Regions from separate parts of the Oryctolagus cuniculus genome. Here region 2 is linked to region 1. Evidence: chromatin contacts called from public Hi-C data. All regions are on one chromosome and are shown on one strand. Each heading gives the region's core, a stretch centred on a gene start, on an enhancer-like site or on the middle of the called end of the contact. The rest is flanking DNA. Distances are from core to core; before and after follow the strand shown.

Region 1 (7,558 bases), core at 4,792-7,291:
CCTTTTTTTTAAGATTTTATTTATTTATTTATTTGAGAGGTAGAGTTACAGACAGTGGGAGAGAGAGGAGAGAGAGAGAGGTCTTCCATCCAATGGTTCACCCCCCAAATGGCTGCAGCTGGGGAGAAGGCGGGGCCTGGGAAGTGGCGACGCTGGTCCAGGGACACACAATTTGTTAGACAGAGGTGTCCTTCTCATGATCTATCACCCCTAATGGCGACTACAGTCAATAATAATACATTACAAAATCGCTAAACTAGTCCATTTGAGATATCTCACCACACACACACAAAAGGATAGGCATGTGACAGAGTGGATTTAATTAGCTAATTTGATCATGCCACATTGTAAACACACAGCAAAATATCACATTATCCCCACTCACAGGTACAATCACTGTTGGTTAAAAATAAAACTTTAAAAGTTGTTGGCACGGGCTCAACACTTACTTGGTGCTCAGGGTCCTCCTGCACACAGGTTAATTCAGGGAGCGCTCATAACCTCGAGGGATCTGTGTGTGACTGTGATACCCGCTTTACAGAGAAGAACTGAGCTCTAGAAAAATGAGCGGGGGGCACCTGGTAGAAGCTACAGGTTGGTGCCCAAACCTATACTCTAACCTTTCTTCTAGCAAACAAACAGGGCATGCAAATACCCATAGCAATGAAGACAAAGAGTCAGCTCCAGTTTATCCTGGGTGTCACCTTGGTAAGCAAGGGATCAGAGTCAACAGGACGGGAGTTCATTCTGAATTTCTACAAGAGAAGTCTTGACTGCAGAAGAGGCGGTGGCCATGTGCCTCGTGCTGAAGGCGCAAGTTCTTCTGGGAGCCTGTTGCAGCCTAAAAAATTCTCCTGCCACAAGTACACCTCATCAATGGATTATACCTGCTCTTTAAGTATTTCAAGATGAAACCAGTAGCTTGTGGGTGAAATTACCTAGCCCCTCCCCCCCTTCAGGCGCCACCAGCACACCTCCGGTAAAGTCACCACGCCAAACCACCGTGCTTTCTCACATGGTGTCATGGGCCTCCTGTTGGTGGAGCAAACGCTGGGTAAGAAGGCAAATGTGTTGGCCGTGCCTGTTCAGGATGTCTGGGGCACTGGGCTATAATAAGTGAATCTGTAGGACAGGAATGATCTTCCCATTCCAGCACAGTGATCACAGAGTTAATGAAGCTTAACCTCAGGCCCCTGGTGTGAATGGGCAAGTGTTGACATGGTCATAAGATACTGCAAATTTCACCAAAAAATAAATAACCAAATATCATATGTTCTCCCTGATCAGCGACTACTAACTGAGCACCAAGGGGGAAACTTGTTGAAATGAAATGGACACTATGAGAAACAGTGACTTGATCAGCTCTTGTCCTGACGGTTGATGTACAATGTAATACTTTATCCATTTTAGTATTTTTTTTTGTTCTAGTACCATTGGTTGAACTCTGTAATTAACACACAATTATTCTTAGGTGTTTAAATTTGAACTGAAAAGTGATCCCTGTTAGGAATTTGGAAAACATTATGCTGAGTGTAATAAGCCAATCCCAAAGGGATAAATACCACTTGTTCTCCTTGATAGGTGACAACTAACTGAGCACCAAAAAGGAAACCTGTTAAAGTGAAATGAGCACTGGGAGAAACGGTGACTTGATCAGCCCTCACCCTGACTGTTGATGAGCAACTTGATATGTTATCCCTCTTAGTATTTTTTTGTTTGTTCTACTTAATACCTTTGGTTGAATACTGTAATCAATACACAATTCTTCTTAAGTGCTGAAACTTAACTGAAAAGTGTGAAAAGTGATCGCTGTTAAATATAAGAGTGGGAATAAGAGAGGGAAGAGATGTACAATTTGGGACATGCTCAAGCTGACTTGCCCCAAATGGTAGAGTTAGAAACATACCAGGGGATTCGAATTCAATCCCATCAAGGTGGCATGTACCAATGCCATCTCACTAGTCCCAGAGATCAATTTCTGTTCACAATTGATCATAATGATAGGACTAAGAACCAAAGGGATCACATAAACAAAAATAGTGTCTGCAAATACTAGCTGATAGAATCAAAAAGGGAGAGAATGATCCAACATGGGAAGTAAGATACACAGCAGACCCATAGAATGGCAGATGTCCTAAACAGCACTGTGGCCTCAGAATCAGCCCTTAAGGCATGCGGATCCGGCTGAAAAGCCCATGAGAGTATTTCAGGCATGGAAAGCCAAGACACTCTGGGGAAAAAAAAAAAAAAAAAAAAAAAACCTAAATGAAAGATCTCCATGAGTGAGATCCCAGTGGAAAGAACGGGTCATCAAAGAAGGAGGTACCTTTCTCTGAAGGGAGGAGAGAATTTCCACTTTGACCATGGCCTTGTCTAAATATGATCAGAGTCAGTGAACTCAGGGGGCTTCCATAGCCTTGGCAGCTCATGACAAGAGCCTAGGGTGATTACTGATGCCATAAACAAGAGTGTCAAGTTGTTAAGTCAACAACAGGAGTCACTGTGCACTTACTCCTCATGTAGGATCTTTGTCCTTAGTGTGGTGTACATTGAGTTTTAATGCTATAACTAGTACTCAAACAGTATTTTTCACTTTATGTTTCTGTGTGGGAGCAAACTATTGAAATATTTACTTAATATATGCTAAACTGATCTTCTGTATATAAAGAGAATTGAAAATGAATCTTGATGTGAATGGAAGGGGAGAGGGAGTGGGAAAGGGGAGGGTTGCGGGTGGGAGGGACGTTATGGGGGGAAAGCCATTGTAATCCATAAACTGTACTTTGGAAATTTATATTCATTAAATAAAAGTTTGAAAGCAAAAAATAAAGAAATAAATAAATAACCACAATCAGTTAAGATCCCAGCCTCTTTCAATTCCTCCTGCTTACTCTCTCTCATTTCCTCTTCTTATCAGAAGGCGCTGGAGTGGCCATGAGCATTTTGAGGACCTGCCTAAGCGGAAGCTGATTCAAGGCTGTGTCATTTGTGGAAGCTAATGCTGGTCACATGGCTTCCCCATGCTGGGTTCAGAGAAATGCTTGTCTTCCCCTGGCTGCCCCACCCTGCCAGGCTGTCATAGAGATGAGATGACAGGAAGCAAATGAGATGCGGGCGTGGCCCTGAGATTCTAGAAGGTCAAGGTTTCCCACAAAGAGATTCAGAATGTACCCTGGGGAAAAAATTTTCCTAATCTTGCAGCTCCCACGTGAAGGGAACTTCTGAGACGGCTTTCCAGTTCTGTGAATCTCAGAGATGCACACAGCATAAACAAAGAGTGGAGCTGGAAGAAATGTATAAGCTGCCGATAGTATTTTGCTCACCCGTGCTAAAAGAAAGACTCTATTATCTTTCTCTTACCTCTGCAAGAATGTATTACACCACCCAAGTCAAATGAAAAAACACTCACAGGTTGTGTAGCCAACACCGTAGGGGGGTGGAAAATCCTACAAACGTGTTAGGCAGTTAATGGATAAAAATATCCTCACTGGACCTGCAGGGTTTCACAATTTGTCAGCTTTTAAAAATTCTTGTGGGGCCAGAATTGTGTCACAGCAGGTTAAGCTGCCACCTGTGACTACGACACCCCCATAGGAGCACTGTTTCGAATTCCCCCTGCTTGTTTCCAATCTAGCTCCCTGGAAGCAGCCATATACGGCCCAAATACTTGAGCCCCGGCGAACCCATGTGGGAGGCCCGATGGAGTTCCTGGCTCCTGACTTCAGCTTAGCCCCACCCAGATCTTCGTGGACTGTAGTCTTTTGGGGAGTGAACCGGCAGTTCGAAGACATTCTCTCTCTCTCTCTGCCTTCCAAATATTACAAAAATTAAAATTTGTATAACTTCCTGGGATTTTCCTATTTCCTGTCTGCATGTGTCTTCTCTCTTAAAAAGGGTGACACATTTGCAGAAGGCTCAGGTCCCACCGATCTGCACCTGCCTCTGCCCTCCCCACGCCCACCCCCTGCAGCCTCAGCGCATTCCCCTGCTCTTCCCTCCTCCTAGGATGGTCCTCTGAGAAGGGGCACACCCCCTCACTTCAGGCAGGTGTCTAATTGTGGGGATGTCACCCTACCCAAGCATCTTTCTGAGCAATGCCTGTGTGGGACGGAATCACCTTTACTCCTCACTTCTCCACCCCTCTATTCTTCACTCCCCAGCACCCACTGCCCAGCCTATGCGCAGTCCCCCACCCTGTAATCCAAGGTCCCATGGAAGGGTCCTTCCATTTGTTTAGTTTGCTGCTTTATCTGCACTGTTGAGATCAACACCTGGCATACAGTGGCGCCCAATAAATACAAGGCTTTCTCCAAAATGGTCCCAGAAAATGGGAGTAAGAGTTAATTTGGTCCAAAAGTTATTTAATCCATTCAGTTTTTCATAATACATACTTTCCGTGAGATTTTTTTTTGACAGAGTGGACAGTGAGACAGACAAAGAGAAAGGTCTTCCTTTTCCGTTGGTTCACCCCTCAGTGACCGCTGCAGCTGGCGCGCTGTGGCAAGCACACCTTGCTGATCCGAAGCCAGGAGCCAGGTGCTTCTCCTGGTCTCCCATGTGGGTACAGGGCCCAAGCACTTGGGCCATCCTCCACTGCCTTCCCGGGCCACAGCAGTGCTGGACAGGAAAAGGAGCGACCGGGACTAGAACCCGGGGTGCCGGTGCCGCAGGCGGAGGATTAGCCTAGTGAGCCGCGGCACCGGCATGCATGAGATTTTAGAAGATACCTCCTATTCGTGGGGTGAATGATCAAAAATATGTGTGATTGATTATCTATGGCTGTGCTCACCCCAGTTTTAGTTACCTGTAGTCAACCACAGTTGGAAGAGATTAAATGGAAAATTCTATGAATGATGCCCAATAAGGAGTCCCTAAGTTCAGGCCACTCTGAGTAGTGTAAGGACACATCTATCTGTCGTGCCCAGGACATGAATTCCTCTGTCCAGCAAAGCTTTCAGTGTGTCATCAGCGGTCCATGTGCTGGAAGCCTGGTCCACAGTGTGGTGATACTAACAGGTGGTGGCACCTTAGGTTGGGGACTCAGTGCTAAGCCACCAACCCCTCGAACCTCCAGAATCATGAGCTAAATAAATCCCACTTTTCTGGACAAAGTTCCTCAGCCTTGGATATTTCATTACAGTAACAGAAAATGGACTAATAATACACTACTTATCCAAGTCACTTTGTAGCCATTTCTGTGGTCAGATCAACCGCCAGCATATCACAGGGCTAGCAGACAGGGTAGGTACTACCTGCAGTTTCAGGCATCCACTACGGGCCTTAGAATGTATCCCCCATAGATAAGGTTAGACCACTGTATATTAATGTATATGGAGATACACGGATATACAGATGTCTGGGCTGCATATATATGCCAAATCCACTAAAGGGTGGATCTGCCCCGTGGGAGCTCTCTGGCTTCAGAAGAGCCCATGAAAACCAAATTCAAAGGAGAAACAAGAGTAGTCCTTTGCCCCCAAGCCTTTGCCCACTCAGGTCATTGCATTTTTCATTTTAACCAGAAGTCCAGAAATCTCTTATCTTCTTCGGAGGAGCCCCAGGTTAAAATCTTTAAAGGACAAAACTTTTATTTAAAGAAAAAAAAAGTTTTTGAAATCAAGACCCGGGAGTCCTGGCAAATCCTTGCCTCTCCCACAAAGTCAAGAAGGAAGGACACAGCGAAATTCCACCCGTCAAGGGCGGCAGTCTCATTAGCAGGGGAACATTGAGATTCCTGAGGAATGACAGCCCCTATCAAAGCTGGCAGATCCTCGGGGAAGCTCACGACGCTCCCGGCCGCTGCTCAAGCGTGCCTGAATCTATTCCCATGCAGAAAAACCGCCCTAAAGCTCAGTGTAAGTGGCTGATAGAAAAGAAATAAGGATGCAGCTTCTCCACATCTTCACAGGCTGGGTTTGCTCCGCAGGAGGCAATGATCATTTAAATGTCCCATTTATCCTCCAGCCAGTGTCCTCTAGGGCTCAGCGCTGGAGTGCACCCAGACTACTAATATTAGACCGATGGGAGATTCAAAAGCTGGCTACAAAGTTACCAAGTAGAAAAGGCAAAGGAGGGCGGGGCAGGAGCTGCTGGATTTTTCTTCCATCTGTGCTAACACTGCCACCTAGTGTTAAGAAAACATAAATGGAACTTGCAAAGTGTGGATCCTTATGCAGAAGCAGGAACAGTGGTAGGAAGTGCTAGTTAGGGTTGACATTGCAAAACTGTGTCATCTCAAAAGCTGAAGCCAAGTGTTGAGAAAACAGCTAATTCTTTCCTCCAAAACCCAGTCGTTCAGGTAAGAGTAAACAGACATGCTTGCTACTGGCCAGCTTTTATTGATTCCTTTTCTTTTGAGAGCACTACAGGAATTCAAGCAGTTCTGGTCCCAAGCAGCCCAGGAAAGAGGTGCTATGGGAACATGCATGATGCTTTTCTGAGAAAGGTGAGCCACAGGGAAGGAAGGCCCCTCTGTCAAGGTCACACATGCAGGAAGCAGTTAAATCACAGCAGCTTTCAGGGTCCTAGGCTTAAACTTGACACCAACCTGCGCCTCATCCTAAGTGCACACTGCCATGCATGTGAATACACATCATCAGGAAAGCTGGCTGGAACTCTCAGGGAGTTAACAGGCAACTACAGCTCTTTGTGGGGGACACAACAAAATTAGGAGGGGACTATTCAACCTGGTCACCAACAGCTGTTCACATGGAGACTGCAGTATCTTTGAGGGTGAGTTTCCAATCAGGACTCTCATAACCAAACAGCCAAAAGCGTAAGTCCCGTGGCTAACATGCCAATTCTCCAAGGGATGCAAACGTGTTTGAATTAAATGGATATGAAAGTCAAAGGGCACACACAGGAAATTCAAAGACCTAAGTCGCCCTGCTGGAGACACCTCCGTCAATTCACTTTGCTTTTTTAGGTTTTCAGTTGACACACTGTAAATATTTTTAGTGCCACCTTTAGGAATGCACCTTAGCTTAGAAAAAAAGAGAAGCACATAGCTCCCACTACGCATATGCACATGTAAATCTCAGGCAAACACTACATGTAGTGTATAAACATTAAAATGTGCTAAGTACAAAAGGTATAAAAGAGACCAAAACCAGTACTTTTAACTACTTATTGGTACAAAAATAACTGTTCCTCACTCATGCCTTTAATATTTTTGTGCAAACAATATTAAATGATCTCTATTTTTATCAAATATCCTGGTTAGTGATAATACTAATTTTAAAAAAGGACTGAAAGATGAAGATGTGGTTGTGAACTAGTGTGCGGGCATCCTTGGTTTGCCCGGGTGTCACAAAGGAATGCAAAGACAACGTAGAAGGGAGTGGTCTGTGGCTTGCCTACTAAGTCTTGGTACTCACTGCTCAACTCCCTCTTCCAATTTAGCAGAAGTCCTGTTAAAAATAGGTTAGTAAATTTCCATCCCTCTGTACTTTCTTCAGTTTGCGCATATTTTAATAAGTTTGCTCAAATACTGCTAAAATATATATTATTTGAAAATATGTTTAAACATATTAGTTTCCAGTGAGAATTTGAAATATTT
Region 2 (7,018 bases), core at 866-3,365, 180 kb after region 1:
ACAGAATCTGGCACCCCAACCAGGACTAGAAGCCAGGGTGCCGGTGCCATAGGTGGAAGATTAGCCAAGTGAGCTGTGGCGCCAGAGCCTCTTGTTTTTATAAATAAAGTTTTATTGAGATGCAGCCTCCAATCACATACAATGAAATTTCTCACTGCATTGGAAAGGGAAAATGGGCAGTGTTTCCAGAGACCCACAGCCAATAAATTTGAAATATCTGTCCCTCACAGAAAAAGTTGGCCAACTGTTGATATTGACAAATAAACAAGTTCTTTCTTTTTATTCATTCAAATACATTGGGCCAAGGCTAATAAAGGTTGAGCATTCCTGATGTTAAAAACCCAGTATCTGGGGCTGGCATTGTGGCACAGCAGGTAAAGCCACCACCTGCAACACCAGCATCCCATGTGGGCACTGGTTCGAGACTGGCTGCTCCACTTCTGCTACAGCATCCTGCTAATGGCCTGGGAAAGCAGCAGAAGATGGCCCAGGTGCTTGAGCCCCTGCACCCCCTGTAAGAGACCCGGAAGAAGCTCCTGGCGCCAGTCTGGCCCAGCCCTAGCTGATGAGGCCATTTGAGGAGTGAACCAGTGGATCGAAGATCTGTCTCTGTCTCTTCCTCTTTCTGTGTAAATAAATAAATAAATCTTTTAAAACAAAATCCAGTATCTGAAACTTTAAACATTTTGAGCCCTACTATGTATGCATAGAAAATTCCATAACTGACCTTATGAGAGGTCGCAATCAAAAAGAACAAAACTTTAAAAATACTACATAAAATTACCTTCTGACCACGTGTATTGTTTGTATATAAAACATAAATGAATTTTGTGCTTCAACTTGGGCAGAATTCCCAAGCCATCTCTTGACATATATGTAAATATTCCAAAACCCAAAAAATTCTGAGATCCAAAATGCATCTGATCCCAAGCATTTTGGGTAAGGGTTACTCATCCTGCTCTTGGCCAGGTACAAATATACACAAATACAGCGTGTCCTGGAGGATATTTCAAGGATCAGACAAAGCATACAGTAAAATACAGACTTAGGCGGGTCTGATACAAGGCCCAGTGTGAGCAGATCAAATCAGAAAGAAACTCTCAGCCTACATTTGCCTCAGAAGAGGTAGTTTAGCACCTTCCTGGGCCTTCAGTGAGAAAGGGTTTTTCTGTCCCACCCCAGCCAAACCGAGTGGGGTAAGAATGACTATGTTCTGAAATGCTACACCCTGGAGAAGGCCTACAGTCCATGGCAATGTCCAGGGGGCAGACTCGTGCCCAGGTCTCAATGTTCAGTCCTGTGTCCAGGCTGGACTCCTTCCCACCCTGCGACTAACCCACTGCCTGAGGCCGCAGACGGCTTGCTGTGTGGTGTAGCGGAAGGCTACCTTTCTAGACTCCCCCTCTTCAAGATCTGACCCTGAAGATGACATGTCAAGTGGGAAGCTTCCCCTCAGCCTAAATGTAGGGAAGTGGCATGGATTCTGAAAGTGATGTCTTAAATTTCAGAAATATCAAGATCAACTAATTAGAAAAACACATGTCCAATTTCTCTACGAATGGGCTGAAAATTTCAACATAGGCAATGCATATAAGGAGTAGTGCCCTTGGGGATTTTCCATAAATATGTAGAATGACTTTCAGGAACTGTTTTAAAAATATCTAAACATAAATCTCAACCTCAGGAATGAGGGGAAAAAGGAAAACACTATAAAACATAAAATGAAAAATGAAGTGGCTGCTCAAAGGGAAAAGCCCAGGGGGAGGAGCTTATTCCGTGTTTTGGAATCAGTGATAGGTTTGAAGAAAAAGAGAAAAATAATGGTAAAACAGTCCAGGCCAGGCCGCGGACAGGTGGAATCTGGAGGAGGAATTCAGCAATGCAACAGCTACCACATTGACTGCTGGAAAAACTGCCAGTGCTGTTGTCTGCTGCAACTCTATGAACGCCAAAAAGAATGCTGAAAATCCACAGGTTGCTCAAAAGAAGAATTCTGTACAAGGATCTGATGCAAAGAGTAGGTGTGAGGAGAGCACTGTGGCACAGCAGTTAAGACACCCACATCCCTGAATCCAAATGCTGGACTGCTCAGCTTCTCGTCCAACTCCCTGCTCGTGGGCCTTCTGGGAGGCAGCAGGCAATGGCTCCAGTACTTGGGTTCTTGCCATCCATAGAGATGACTCAGAAGGCATTCTGGGCTCCTGGCTTCAGCCTGGCCCAGCCATGGCTGCTGTAGGCATCTGGGGAGTGAAGCAGCAGCTGGGAGATGCCTGTCTCTGCTTTTTAAAGAAAAATGAAAATGAATAAATGTTTCTAAAATTTTTTAGAAGATAGGAAACCAAAACAACATGGGATATATGTATCTTAGCCAGCATTCGTCAATATATTTACAGGCTCCAAGTGCTTGATTCACTGAGAAGATTTTCCTGATTGTGCTAAATGTGTCATAAGATTGACAGCAGTAAATAGAGAAGGGAGGGGAGGAGGAGGGAGGGAGAGGAGAAGAGACAGGGGAGGGGAGGGGAGGAAGTAAATAAATTTGGGAGCTAATTATTCAATCTTCAATCCTAAGGAGATTATGCTACTGAAGAGAATGGAATGGAGCTTTCTGTTACCTGTACAAGGATCTAAGCATACACAGGAGGGGGTGACAGGATTTTCATATTTACATAAACCTGTAGTACACAACCCATTTTAATTTTCGTCTTTTTGTACAGTATAGCCAATGAACTTCTTACCCTTTAATGGCACTTACTTTAGCTTTTTATTTTCTAGATTGCTATTTGTTTTAATGGATTAGTCATAAGTGCCAAGAGTCTCAACTGATACTGTCTTTCCAAACAACTTTAATTGTTTGAAGGATGTAGGAGAAACTACCAAAATCTTCACTGGGCTGCAGTGGAGTCAATATTTTGCAGTCACACTGTAAAAGCCATTGATTAATTTTAGGTACCTCCAAATTAAATATTTCATTAAAAGATAAATAAAATATAATAAGTACTACAAAGTTTTGTATTCAACACTGTAGAATAATCCTACTTAAGAAAACATTTGACAGAAAAAATGGTAAATTTCATTGGAGGTCATCAGAGAGAGGCAAAAAGAGGGGAAAAGAAAAAATTAGTATAAAATTGTCTTTTCATAGGGGCTGCTACTGTTTCCCCCAGATCTCAGTGGTACTTAGACTATGGAGTTCAATTAATAATTGTTGAATGACTACTGCCCTCTGGTGGTGCAAAAGCACTATCCCCAACAAGACTTTCTTATAAATCACACAAAATGTATTTGGTGCTCCAGAACTTTCTCCCATCTTTTTTCTTCAAAACAAACCCAGCCCTATTCCAATCACCTAAGACACTGACCTAACAGCCCACTCTTTCTGCCAAAGTAGATGCTAACTCCGTCAAGTTTTAACCCAGGTCCTACCATATACAATCTGTTGATGGTCACTTTATAAAGGCATATCCTACAAAGAGCCAATGATAGTAAATCCAGGATAAGGATAATACCCTTCATGGGGGCATGAGTGCAGCCCACTTCCTCCCATGGCATGACTGCAATGGATTGAATGTTTGTGTCCATACAACATTCATATATTGAAATCCTTTTGTAAAAACAACGTTTATTTTTTTTTTATTTGAAAGGCAGAATTACAAAGATAGACAAAGACAGAGACAGAGAGGTCTTCCATCCACAGGTTCAATCACCAAATGGACGCAACAGCTGGGGCTGGGCCACATCCCTTTTGGTCTGTGATATCTAAAAATCTCCCATGACACCAACTCAGTAAGTTCTACCCCTTACAGAGGTAAAAAACTAAAATGGGAAGTCCTTGGCTTGACTGGGCTTTACTTCCCAATAAACTGACATAAACGAGTAGCCACTTTCTCCCTAAGTATCTCCCTGCATTTTACATATATTGTTTTTATGGCTCTAGAGACATCCTACTATAGGCACACAGAAAATGATACCACATAGTATGGTGTTTTGGCAGTCTGGGCACTTTGAACTAAAGAGTGCTGGAAGTTCGCAGAACTGACATCTCTCTAATCGTCTCCCAACTTCCTCTATCTCTGTCCATTTTCTCTCCCTAAGCACAGAGGGGTTTTCTCTGAAGTTTCCTCATCTTCCTAAAGATAAATTTCCCCTAAAAGAAACTCAACTGTTACAAGTGCCTCCCTCAGGAGGCCCATCAATCAGAAAAGATAAACTACATCACAGGAGAGAGACTGAACATTCACACCATGCCCACACAGACTCCGTCAAAGGCCATCACTTATCCTTCCGAGGCTCATTCATCTCCCTCCCAAATCATTTACGCTCCCTCAGGCTGCCTATGTCCTGGTCCACGCTCCCCAGGGAGAGCTCCTGACTTCCAGATATCACTGCGTGTGGGTGAGATGGCATAGGCAGGCAGCTAGCAAGGTCGCTGAGCTGGAAGTTCCAAACCCCGTGTAATTCTTTTCTCCTCATTGTCAAGCAGAATGCCCCCGGTTCCAGGATGCTTCTCCTTCATCAGGACCTAAAGGACACACCATGAGAATATGGGAAGTAAGCTCAGAATTTGTCGAAGGGCCACACAATCTGGAGGCACCACCCCTAACCTCACAAAGGGACCAACATGGTGGGGGAGCTCTGTATCTCTTCCGTCACAGATCACGGCTGGAGGGGCTGCCAGGTGCTTTCTGGGTCTCTCCTCCTCCACCCCATCTCCTTGCAGCCCGTCTTCTGGCCTACTGCCCCCGCATGACAGGTATTTCTCTGTGGGACGCAACCCCACGCTCACATGTATATGGGGGAGGGTGTTCACTTTCTCATCTTTTATATCAATTTTATCACTTCGTGCACCTTATACGTGTCAGCACTTCACATGCTTGTCTTTGTGCATGAGAACAGCCTCAAGTGAAATGAATACCTGCCTTGCCCACATCATTTGGGTATTCAAATCCCATCACATCTTGTGATGACCCCGCGCAAGCCTTCTCTCCTGTTAATCCAACTACTCTCGGGTCATTTCATAGCCTCAGTGACTGAACCTTTGGGGGGCAGAAAGAAAACATTCGCTCCCCAATCCATATATCCAGGAAGCTTCTTCCCCCTTATCTTGCCTTTCCACCTTGAGATCTGCTGGCCAGCATCACAGGCATCCGTCAACTATGCACTCAAGGGCAAGCCTGAAAGCCTGGATTTATTTCAGTGCGTGCTTCAGGGAGCACTTTGGTACCAACAAGGAACAGCTGAGAACAGAGTGGGCTTCCACAGGCCAAATCCAAGTAAATAGTCCACAGGCTCAACTACTTCCCCCTGTTGACAAGGCCCAGAGGCCACACAGTGCAGGCAGATGAGAAGATTAAAATGCAGCAGGCTTTCATCTTCCAATTGGTCTCTTTCTTTGGCTTTCTTTTGTAAGACACCAGGGAGGGGATAAGGCTTTAATTTCCCTCCACTTCACACAAACATGAGTCAACGCTAGCCGAAGGCGGAAAGAACACTCAAATATGTGGCATCGCAGCCTCGTTCCCGGAGGCCAGCAGGGTTCAGAGAAACGCAAGCCTGGGTTACTCTAAGTTCATATCTGCCTATTATAGGATGTTTGCTGATTCTGTGCTATGCAAAATGAAATAAGGCCAAATTCCATGGAATATCTAAACCGAAGGATACAGAGAGGTGGAAACCTTGTCTTGTTGTCTAACGAATTCTGGGAAAATTAGCTGCAGGAAAGATGATCAGAAAGTTATCGAAAACATGCCTAAAGTTGCCAGTGTTGCTTCTTTTATATAACAGTTACAAACAGCTAAAGATAGGTGGACTTTAGTGGACTAAACCCAACACATCACTAGGCCACAGAAGATCAAACCTTGAACGGGCCTCTAAGATTATCTACTAGCTGACATTCAAAGCTTCTCGAAAAGTGTGCATCCCTGCATTCAACTACAAGGTGAGAACAGTAAGGCTCTTCACTCAAGGAAGTAAGGAAAAGTGAACTGCGCAGTGATGTGGTCACACACACGGCGTCTGGGTCAGACACGCCTGCTTTCTGTTAGGGAATCTGAGTCACCCTGCTTTTCATTCTACTTAACCCAATTTACACAAGAAGCTTAGCCGATTCCAGTGCCCTTCCCACAGGAGACTTTCTGCCTCCCATGGTAAAAATTGTTTTTAGGCCGGCGCCACGGCTCACTAGGCTAATCCTCCACCTGCAGTCGGGGCGCTGGATTCTGTCCCGGTTGCTCCTCTTCCAGGCCAGCTCTCTGCTGTGGCCAGGGAGTGCAGTGGAGGATGGCCCAAGTGCTTGGGCCCTGCACCCGCCAGAGAGACGAGACCAGGAGGAAGCACCTGGCTCCTGGCTTCGGATCAGCGCGGTGCGCCAGCCACAGCGGCCATTGGAGGGTGAACCAACGGCAAAAGGAAGACCTTTCTCTCTGGCTCGCTCTCTCACTGTCCACTCTGCCTGTCAAAAAAATTTTAAAAAATTGTTTTTAAAGAAGATGAAGAAATTTCAAAGTGACAAAGCTCAGAGTCATGGAAAACATTCTTCCCCACTTCTTCTTACTGTTGCGGTGGGAAGAGACAGAGGCTTCCCTCGCTGCTCTTCTTCCTAGGTTCTTTCCTCCATGAATCAAAGAATTCAAGACAACATTGACCAAGGGAGCAGGAAAGTCAGATTTTTATTTAAAGACAAAGGGAAAGCACACACTCAGACAGGCATGAGGACAACCTCAGGAGAAAATAAGTACTGCAGTTGGTAAGATTCAGGATTGTGCCTTTATTGGATAGAACCAGTACCTAGGGTAGGGTCTCACTGAACCTTTAAAGAGGTGGAGTTTGGAGAGGGCTGCAGTGCACATGATGATCTCTAGGAAACTCATGGCATCTGGTGCACATGTGGCCACAGAGCATGTGTTGGAAATCACAGCATCTGGTGCATGATGGAGAATGGATATGCCAAGTCTGCAGTCATGCTGGATCAGCATGGAAGGGGACGGGGCTGGGGTAGTGCAGTGCTTGGTGCCTCCTT

Evidence for each region. Hi-C and Micro-C count contacts between places; a contact is called where the count stands out from the background.
Region 2: a contact with region 1 is called in a Hi-C map of an unstated tissue, with 4 times the contacts expected there. The contact joins two enhancer-like sites. A contact is called at or near these places in 4 of 6 Hi-C or Micro-C datasets (ear pinna, embryonic fibroblasts, psoas muscle and 1 more).

Annotation. Positions count from the first base shown.
Region 1 is chr9:36,700,225-36,707,782 of mOryCun1.1, forward strand. No RefSeq gene overlaps it. Among named protein-coding and RNA genes, the nearest start is that of LMO7, 250 kb to the right of the region's middle. Within about 2 kb of position 6,042, at least 2 of the 8 cell types and tissues checked have an H3K27ac peak or open chromatin away from gene starts, as enhancers often do.
Region 2 is chr9:36,888,931-36,895,948 of mOryCun1.1, forward strand. The region is part of intron 1 of LMO7 (LIM domain 7); the gene reads right to left. Among named protein-coding and RNA genes, the nearest start is that of LMO7, 63 kb to the right of the region's middle. Within about 2 kb of position 2,116, at least 1 of the 8 cell types and tissues checked has an H3K27ac peak or open chromatin away from gene starts, as enhancers often do.